Linked DNA regions of Mus musculus: region 1 is linked to region 2. Evidence: chromatin contacts called from public HiChIP or PLAC-seq data. All regions are on one chromosome and are shown on one strand. Each heading gives the region's core, a stretch centred on a gene start, on an enhancer-like site or on the middle of the called end of the contact. The rest is flanking DNA. Distances are from core to core; before and after follow the strand shown. Region 1 has its middle 27 kb from the start of Marco. Region 2 has its middle 36 kb from the start of Steap3.

Region 1 (3,740 bases), core at 636-3,135, 240 kb before region 2:
ACCTGAAGGCTTTGAGTGACATACACACTGACATCAGGTGTTACTCAAGGAGGAAGTTTGTGTCAACATGCCACACCATCATTGGCTGTCAACAACTCCCTGTCACTGCTTGGCTTCACTCTGGTCTTTTTCTCTCTCAGTCTTTTCCCTTGTTCCACAAAATAGTTGCATGTTTGTGCAGAACCACAGATGGTGTCAAGGATCCAAAACCGGAAAAGATGAGGAAGTAAGAACGCCATTCTAAAACAGACTTTCAGTCAGCATCATGGACAATGCAGGCTCTGGGCCGAGGACCTGCAGCTGGCATCATTCGTGTCCCGCACCTGGTGTTGCTGGCTTCCTGCTCTATGTACCAAGAAAGGAAATCGGGAAGGTGGAGATGGTGCCTTGGAGAATGTGACCATGTGCACAGGGCATGGAACGGACATCTTGTCGAAATGTTCCTAAACATGGGAAGGGCCTGGGGGAGTTTGTGTCTTTCTAGCCAAGAGTGTCAGCAGAGATAGGGACAGAAAAGCAGCAACTCTGTCACTAGTACTGGGAGAGTCCCTTTTCTCTTAGGGCCCTGCTTTTGTGAGGAAAAGAATTCAAGGACAGGCTAGTGAGAAGCAGTGTTGGAGTCCATTCGTTTATTGTGTGTGTGAGAGTGCAGGCACAGGTGTGCCAGTGGCACATGGAGAGGACAGAGGATAACTTTTGGGAATCAGTTCCCACTGTCACCTGGTGAATCCCAGGCATGGAACTTAAGTTGTCAGGCTGTATGCATCACTTTTACCCACTGAGCCATCTCACCAGCCTGAGTTGCTGTTTCTTGAATATAAAGGGACAGGGGAGTGATTTAACTCTATTTTAAGTAAAATATATTTAAAAATAGGAAGAAAGGTGTTCAGGGGCAGAAGAGAGTCAGAGAGCATGGGTTCAGGCTTTCAAAGATGAGTAGTTGTGAGCTGTTTCTCACTGTGGGTGTGTATAGGGTTTGAGGGCTCCCGAGTTAAAGCTCTAACCCTGATAAAAAGCACCCTTAACATTGCTCAGAGGGAAGTGGGAAGTAAAAGAATTTTCTTGTTATAAAAAGTTGCAAGCTGGTTTTCTGAAGGGTTTTCTTAGATGTCGGGTGAGAGGATCCTCAGCATTACTAGGCCATTTGAGGTCACAGATAAACACAGGTTTTATGATCTTTGGTGGTGAGGTCTTTAGGACAACATGTGCTGTCTCAGTCGGCAATTTGGACATTATCAGCGGTGTCCAAAGCCCCCTGACTTCCTCAGCAGGAAGGAGCAAGTGAAGCCCAGGGTGGCCTTTTCCTTTCCCGTGTCCCCATGACTTTCCCCTGTGTTCCTCTCCTGCCTCAAGAGGACAGTGACAGGCCTGGTTGTTCCACCAGGCTTGCCCACCGCCTTCTGTGGCCCATGACATCATGATGAGCTTTGCGGACTGAGCAGCAGCTGAGTTCTGAAGCCTCAGCAGCTTCTGCTTTCTCTCTGAGCCCCTGTTCCTCTGTGAGGTGGGTTTGCATACATCTTTCCTGCTGATGTGCCTGGCTCACAGGCTGTAGCCACAGCGTGCCCACAAACCTCAGGGACAGTCCCCATCAGCATCCACTAATGCTCTGGAACTCACAAGGGAGATCCCTAAAGAGGAGAGCTACCGTTTTTATCGTCATGGTGAAACCATCTCACTCTGACCCCTCCCTCTCACTGCCCCCATCCTTAACCCCCATTCTGTTCCCCCCACTCTTATCCCCCATGCTGACCCCTCTACTCTGAACCCTGACTCAAACACCCTTACCTTTACTATCTTAATTTGAAGATCTCCTTTGACCACCTCACTATGACTGGAAGTAAAGGCCAGAGGAGATGGATGGACCTAGCTTTGCTCTGAGCCCTGGAGAGGCTGTCTGAACTGTCTAGTCACTCTGCATGGTTGCCTGCCTCCTTGCCAGAGTAGAAGCCCCTAGAGAAGACCAGGAGGCATTGCAATGCTCTCTCTCTCTCTATCTCTCTCTCTTTCTCTGTCTCTCTGTCTCTCACATAAACACACACACACACACACACACACACACACACACACACACACACACACTGCACGGGGATGGTTCTTGCTGGCTACTGAAGAATTGAGAAGTTGGGAAACTCGAGGAAGAGGAGGCTCCTGGATATTGTCCTCTGGCCCCATGAGAGGCCACTCCTACTTCCCCTGTTCTTTCTAAAGTTTGACTCTTGAAATATGAAAACCCAACCATGAGTCTGCAGATTTTTATTTATGCAAGTGAGGAGTTTCCAAGCCCATGATTTTATTTTGACCCAAGCTGAGGTGGAGAATCTACAATAGAAAATCACTTCTCTGTTCCAGATTACACCAGCCTTGACCCTGCCTGAGACAAGGCCAGTCTTCTCGCAGGCTAGGGTCTTGGACTGAGGCAGAGGGAAAAGGTGAAGGCAAGACAGAAAAAAATTATCAAAGTGGAAGACCCAGTGGGGATATTTCCAGCACAATATGATGCTGTAATTGGGAGCCACAGGAAAACAGGCCATGCTTGCTTATGACCTCTAAGGGGATGGCCAGAGTTTGTCCAGGCTTCTTGTCGTGAGCACTGCTTCAAAAGAGTCCTTGTACCCACATCAAAAAACATAGCACAAATGCTTTCTTAGACATAAGGCCAAATTGCTCATCAAAAGAGGTTTAGAGACCCCCGCCCCCCCCCAGCATCTCAGTCATGAGAATGACCTCTTACCTGTTTATTCCCCCCCAGCATCTCAGTCATGAGAATGGCCTCTTGCATGTTTATCCCCCACACCAGCATCTCAGTCATGAGAATGACCTCTTACATGTTTACTGCGCCCCCAGCATCTCAGTCATGAGAATGGCCTCTTGCATGTTTATCCCCCCCCCCCAGCTTCTCAGTCATGAGAATGACCTCTTACATGTTTATTCCCCCCCCCAGCATCTCAGTCATGAGAATGGCCTCTTGAATGTTTATCCCCCCCCCCCCAGCGTCTCAGTCATGAGAATGACCTCTTACATGTTTATCCCCTCCAGCATCTCAGTCATGAGAATGGCCTCTTGCATGTTTATCCACCCCACCGCCCAGCATCTCAGTCATGAGAATGACCTCTTACATGTTCACTCCCCCCCACCCCCAGCGTCTCAGTCATGAGAATGGCGTCTTTTACTCAGATGTTTGGGCCAGCTTTTTGTTCTTTGTATCCCAACATGTTCAAAACTGGAAGCCCTATCTTTTATGACTCATTTTTTTTTTACCCTGAAAAAGCATTTTTGTCCATTTTCCTACTTTTAGTTGTGCTCTTTACATGTGGAGATGTCATTTGCAAAAAATGTTTTTTTTTTTCTTAATGGAGATGGAATACATGTGTCATGAGAGCAGAAGGGGTGATGATTTGGGGGAAAGGAAACCAGGAAAAGGAAGGCAAGGACCAGGGAGGAGAACAATGGCGTAGCAGGGTGGATTGAGACAACGTATAATGACACACCTATTTGAAAATGTCAAGATGAAAACCATTGCTTTGTTTAAAATTTATTCTTAATTTATCATATTTAAAACAAAACTTCCTATCTCCCTATCTGGCTAGCTGGAACTTTGATGTGGTCAATGTTCCTGGTTGGAAATTTCTTTCATATTCCTATAGTCAGATCATCTCTTTTACATCTGACTTGTGTGCCTTTTTATTTATTCATTTATCTATTGTAACAGGTTGCTGACCAATCGCCCCAATGTAATT
Region 2 (3,950 bases), core at 1,442-3,941:
TAAGCTTTTGGCTTATTGATACAGTACTACACATGTGTGCTGACACACACCTCTGTGTATGATTCTTACTGCTCTGCCTGCTACGTGCCAGAATACGCTCCAAAAGGCTTTACAGTCCCAATGGAAATATCTATGTCCCTCATCAGCCACATGGGACTGTTGAGCCCTTAAAGTGTGTTCAGTGTGACCCAAGAATTGCATTTATAATTCCATTCACTTTTAGCAAAAGTCATAGCTACTGCTGGCTAGTGGCCTACTGTTAGTGAAATTCTGCATCTGAGTATAGTGTTTAATCATTTTTTTCTAATAAGTGTGTTTCAGCCGGGTGTGGTGGCACACGCCTTTAATCCCAGCACTTGGGAGGCAGAGGCAGGTGGATTTCTGAGTTCGAGGCCAGCCTGGTCTACAAAGTCTCCATCTAGGTAAGATGGAGGTGTGTGAGTATGGGGAAATGTGAGGGTTGTGAAAACCTGGTGGTGACTTTTTAGTTTCTCGTTTGTTTATGGCTGGTTCTAATAGAACAGTTCTCCAAGCAAAACAGCCGCCATTATCCACAGACCAACCAGCTATACCTGCTTTGCAAGAGTTCACCACGATGGACTGTTAACAGTCTCTGACAGAAGAGCGTCATGAGGAGAGTTCACATGTAAGTCTGCCTCGGGATCCAGAATGGCTCCATAGTGTGCATACTGCATGAAGTTATGCAGCTCTGGAGAAACCATTATCCATGCTGCGGGGAGACCCAGTGTACTGCTTTGGGGTCACCCATGCTTCTGTAAGCAACACCTCTGTAAATAAGCCTAATAAACTCGCTGGTTTTCTGGGGTGAACCCTTGAATAGAAACATAGTTTGGTGTGTTCTTGGGAATTTATAGAGAGAGACAAGTGCTATTTATGTCATCCAGGAGAGAAATCTCAAAAGAACAACATCAAAAATACTGTTTTAATGTTGTCGACATCAGGGGTTGTTAGTATGTCTTGGTTTAATTGTAGACTTGGAACTTAATGTACATGTTGTAAATAGCCATGTTTGTGTGATAAGAAAGTGTACTCTTTTCACACGTATACCTACAAAGAGGAAAGGTTGCATCCCCCAACTTGACCTCTAGGCCCCTCATCTACTCCCATGTTGGAAATCCTGAATACACATGAGCCAAGAGGTCTCCCTGATTTCTCTTCAAGTCTAATCATGTGTTCATTCTTATATTTTTCTCCCCTTTTTTAAGGCTCCAAAAGGAAGACTTCAGCCTGTACTGTTCTATCATCCTGAAACGATTGTCTTTCAAGGGCAAAGCTCTCTGCTGCATCAAGTGGCTGCAGAGGCACGGGGTGTGCAGCTGAGCCATCCATCCTGTCTTAATGATGCCAGGAAGGAGGCAGGTTCACAGGTGGAAGACTGAGACAGCTTCTGCTCTCCGAGGAATGCAAGGACAGGCAAAGAACAAGAGGGAACAAAGGGAACAACTTCTGCTCCCCCAACCCCATGCTAGGGATTGAACGGAGGACTCAGGCATGTTGGTCAAGTGCCCATCCAGTGAACTACATCCCCAGCAGTAGACATTCTGCTTTTTAAGGCGACGCCAAGAAATAATTAAGGACTGGCTTAGTGGATGAAAGGACTTGCCACCAAGCCTGAGGATCTAAGTTCAAATCCTAGGACTCAGATGGTAGAAGGAGAGATCTCTCCTCCAAGTTGTCCTCTGACCTCCATGTGCAAGGCATGATGTGCATGTGCCCTGTGCCCTCACACATACAAAAGTACACAGACACAGGTAGATAGGTGATAGATAGGTAGATAGATAGATAGATAGATAGATAGATCAATTAATTTTTAAAACTAAACATTTTAAAAAGTGGTTGTTAACTGGAAAATAAAAAAGTCAAGCCACAGCTGTTGGCAGTGATATTGATCCATCTTTACCCCACAAAACAAAAGCTATTTTAGGTTAAAACAAAAAGAAGCAAGGAGGAGCTGGAGACATATACCAGTCAGCAGAACACCTGCCTACAAGGTGTATAGCCCTGGGTTTGATCACCAGCATTCTATAAAACTGGACATGGTGACACACAACTGTAATTCCAGCAATTGGGAAGGAGATATAGGAGGAATGCAAGTTCAAAGTCATTCTTGGCTACAGAATAGGTCTGAGGCCAGCCTAGGATGTGGGAGACCTGGCCTCAAAAAAATAAAAATAAAAAAAGGAAAGAAAGAAAGAGAGAGAGAGAGAGAGGGAAATGAAAAGAAAGACAGAACGTTTGCTTTTTGTTCTTGTTTTAAGGAGGGATGCACCCATTTCCTAATCTCTGTCAGGGGACAGGGACTCGGGGATACTGACTGCCTCAACAGAGTGCTCACACTCTTCAGAGGCAGACATACAGCTGTGTGTGGCCTTGAATGAAGGGGAAGGGAGAGAAGGAGAGATGGAGGAATTCAAAAGAAGCAGAGGACAACAGAGCAACAGAAGTGGAAGCTACCACTGAAGCCCTATGGAGACTGCCTGGCTTGAGTGTTGCCTTAGTTACTTTTCTGTCTCAATGACAATAGCATATCAGACACAAAGCAACATGGGGAATATGGGTTTTACTTTACCTCACTTTCAGGGGGAATATAGTCCATTATGGCAGGACAAGCAAAACAAACCGAATGAGCATGAGGTCAGACTAGCAGTCAGGAAGCAGAGAGCAGAAAAACAGGAAGTGAGGTCAAGCTATAAGCCTTCAAAGCCCACCCCCAGTGGCATACTTCCTCTACCTCCTAAAGGTTTGGCAGCTTTCCCAAACAGCACTACCAGCCAACAAGCAAGTATTCAGACATGTGTAAGGAACATTTCATGTTCAAACTACAACAGATGTGGTTTGCCCCCCAAGGCTCATGTGGCTTGGTCCTCTCTGTGGTGATGTCATGATATTAAAGTGATATGTGACATTTACCATCGTAGTGTTGTCTCTGTGTATGTGAAGAATGGGAGGGGCACCCAATCACCTGCTGTAAGGGACCATGATTCACTTAAGAGTGATATTCCAGGTTCAAATAGTATGTAAATGTAAAGAGTGTTTTATTCTGCAGAAGTCCAGCATGCTGTGGTCGGTCTACCACCTACAAAGATGGAGAGACACTGAAGTGAGCTCACAGGCCTGATTTAAAGCACATTAGGGAAATTCTGGGGAAGGGTAAGTGACCTCTATCTTAATCTTGGCTCTATCACTAAGGACATCCCAGAATCATTGCAGGGCAGGGGTGGGGGGGCTGGAAACTGTTGCTGGGGAAGTCTGGAAACTGTTGTTGAGAAAGTCTGGAAACTGCCACTGACACACTGTCCTTGCCTTGGGTGGTGGGGCAGCTTCTGAGGCCTGAACTTGCCTGGATTTGCCCAGTTCTTGGAAACAGAAATATAGGCCTAGTCTTCTAAGCCTGTAATAGAGTCAGCTTGGCCTCCTCGATGCTTGTTTTCTCCTCTCCTGGTGGGGTGGCTGATCCTGTGGCCTCAGACAAACAGAAGCTGCTAGAGGAAGAAGGTCAAAGCAGCACGGAAGGATAGGAGTCAAATGGCCCACCCAGGGTCTCAGCTGGAAGGCTGAACTGTGAGAAGATAAACAGACCTCCTGTTGGGCCTGCTCCAAAGCACTGCTGGTCTGGATCCTGTGAGAACGTCCCTATCATCCTGGAAGATGGCCCCCAACAGAGGTTTTCAGGCAAGAAGTAAGTGGACCTCCACTAAACCAATGGTGAAGAAAGACATTTTGTGGGAGTATGCATGCAGCTGCAAGCATTTGGCACTCAGAGGACAGCTTGTGAGAATCGGTTCTCTCCTCCTCCCTTGCTTCTTCTAGGATTTGAACTCAAGTTGAGGGACTCTAAAGGGCTTTTGTCCCTCCTTACAGCTTCGCCCTCCCGCCTAGGGACAAGGCTAGGCCAAGTTTCATTCTCCACCCAGAGGAATATTCTAGAG

What was found. HiChIP or PLAC-seq counts read pairs in DNA pulled down with a chosen protein or histone mark.
Region 1: an H3K4me3 HiChIP or PLAC-seq map of bone marrow-derived macrophages shows a contact between it and region 2, with 5 times the contacts expected there. The contact joins two enhancer-like sites. A contact is called at or near these places in 2 of 484 Hi-C or Micro-C datasets (the G1E-ER4 cell line and the N1E-115 cell line), 1 of 115 datasets of contacts at active chromatin or transcription factors (bone marrow-derived macrophages) and 1 of 9 other capture datasets (embryonic stem cells).

What each region holds. Positions count from the first base shown.
Region 1 is chr1:120,530,461-120,534,200 of GRCm38.p6, reverse strand. No RefSeq gene overlaps it. Among named protein-coding and RNA genes, the nearest start is that of Marco, 27 kb to the right of the region's middle. Within about 2 kb of position 1,885, at least 29 of the 459 cell types and tissues checked have an H3K27ac peak or open chromatin away from gene starts, as enhancers often do. A contact at or near this core is called in bone marrow-derived macrophages, where this site is marked.
Region 2 is chr1:120,292,747-120,296,696 of GRCm38.p6, reverse strand. No RefSeq gene overlaps it. Among named protein-coding and RNA genes, the nearest start is that of Steap3, 36 kb to the right of the region's middle. Within about 2 kb of position 2,691, at least 57 of the 459 cell types and tissues checked have an H3K27ac peak or open chromatin away from gene starts, as enhancers often do. A contact at or near this core is called in bone marrow-derived macrophages, where this site is marked.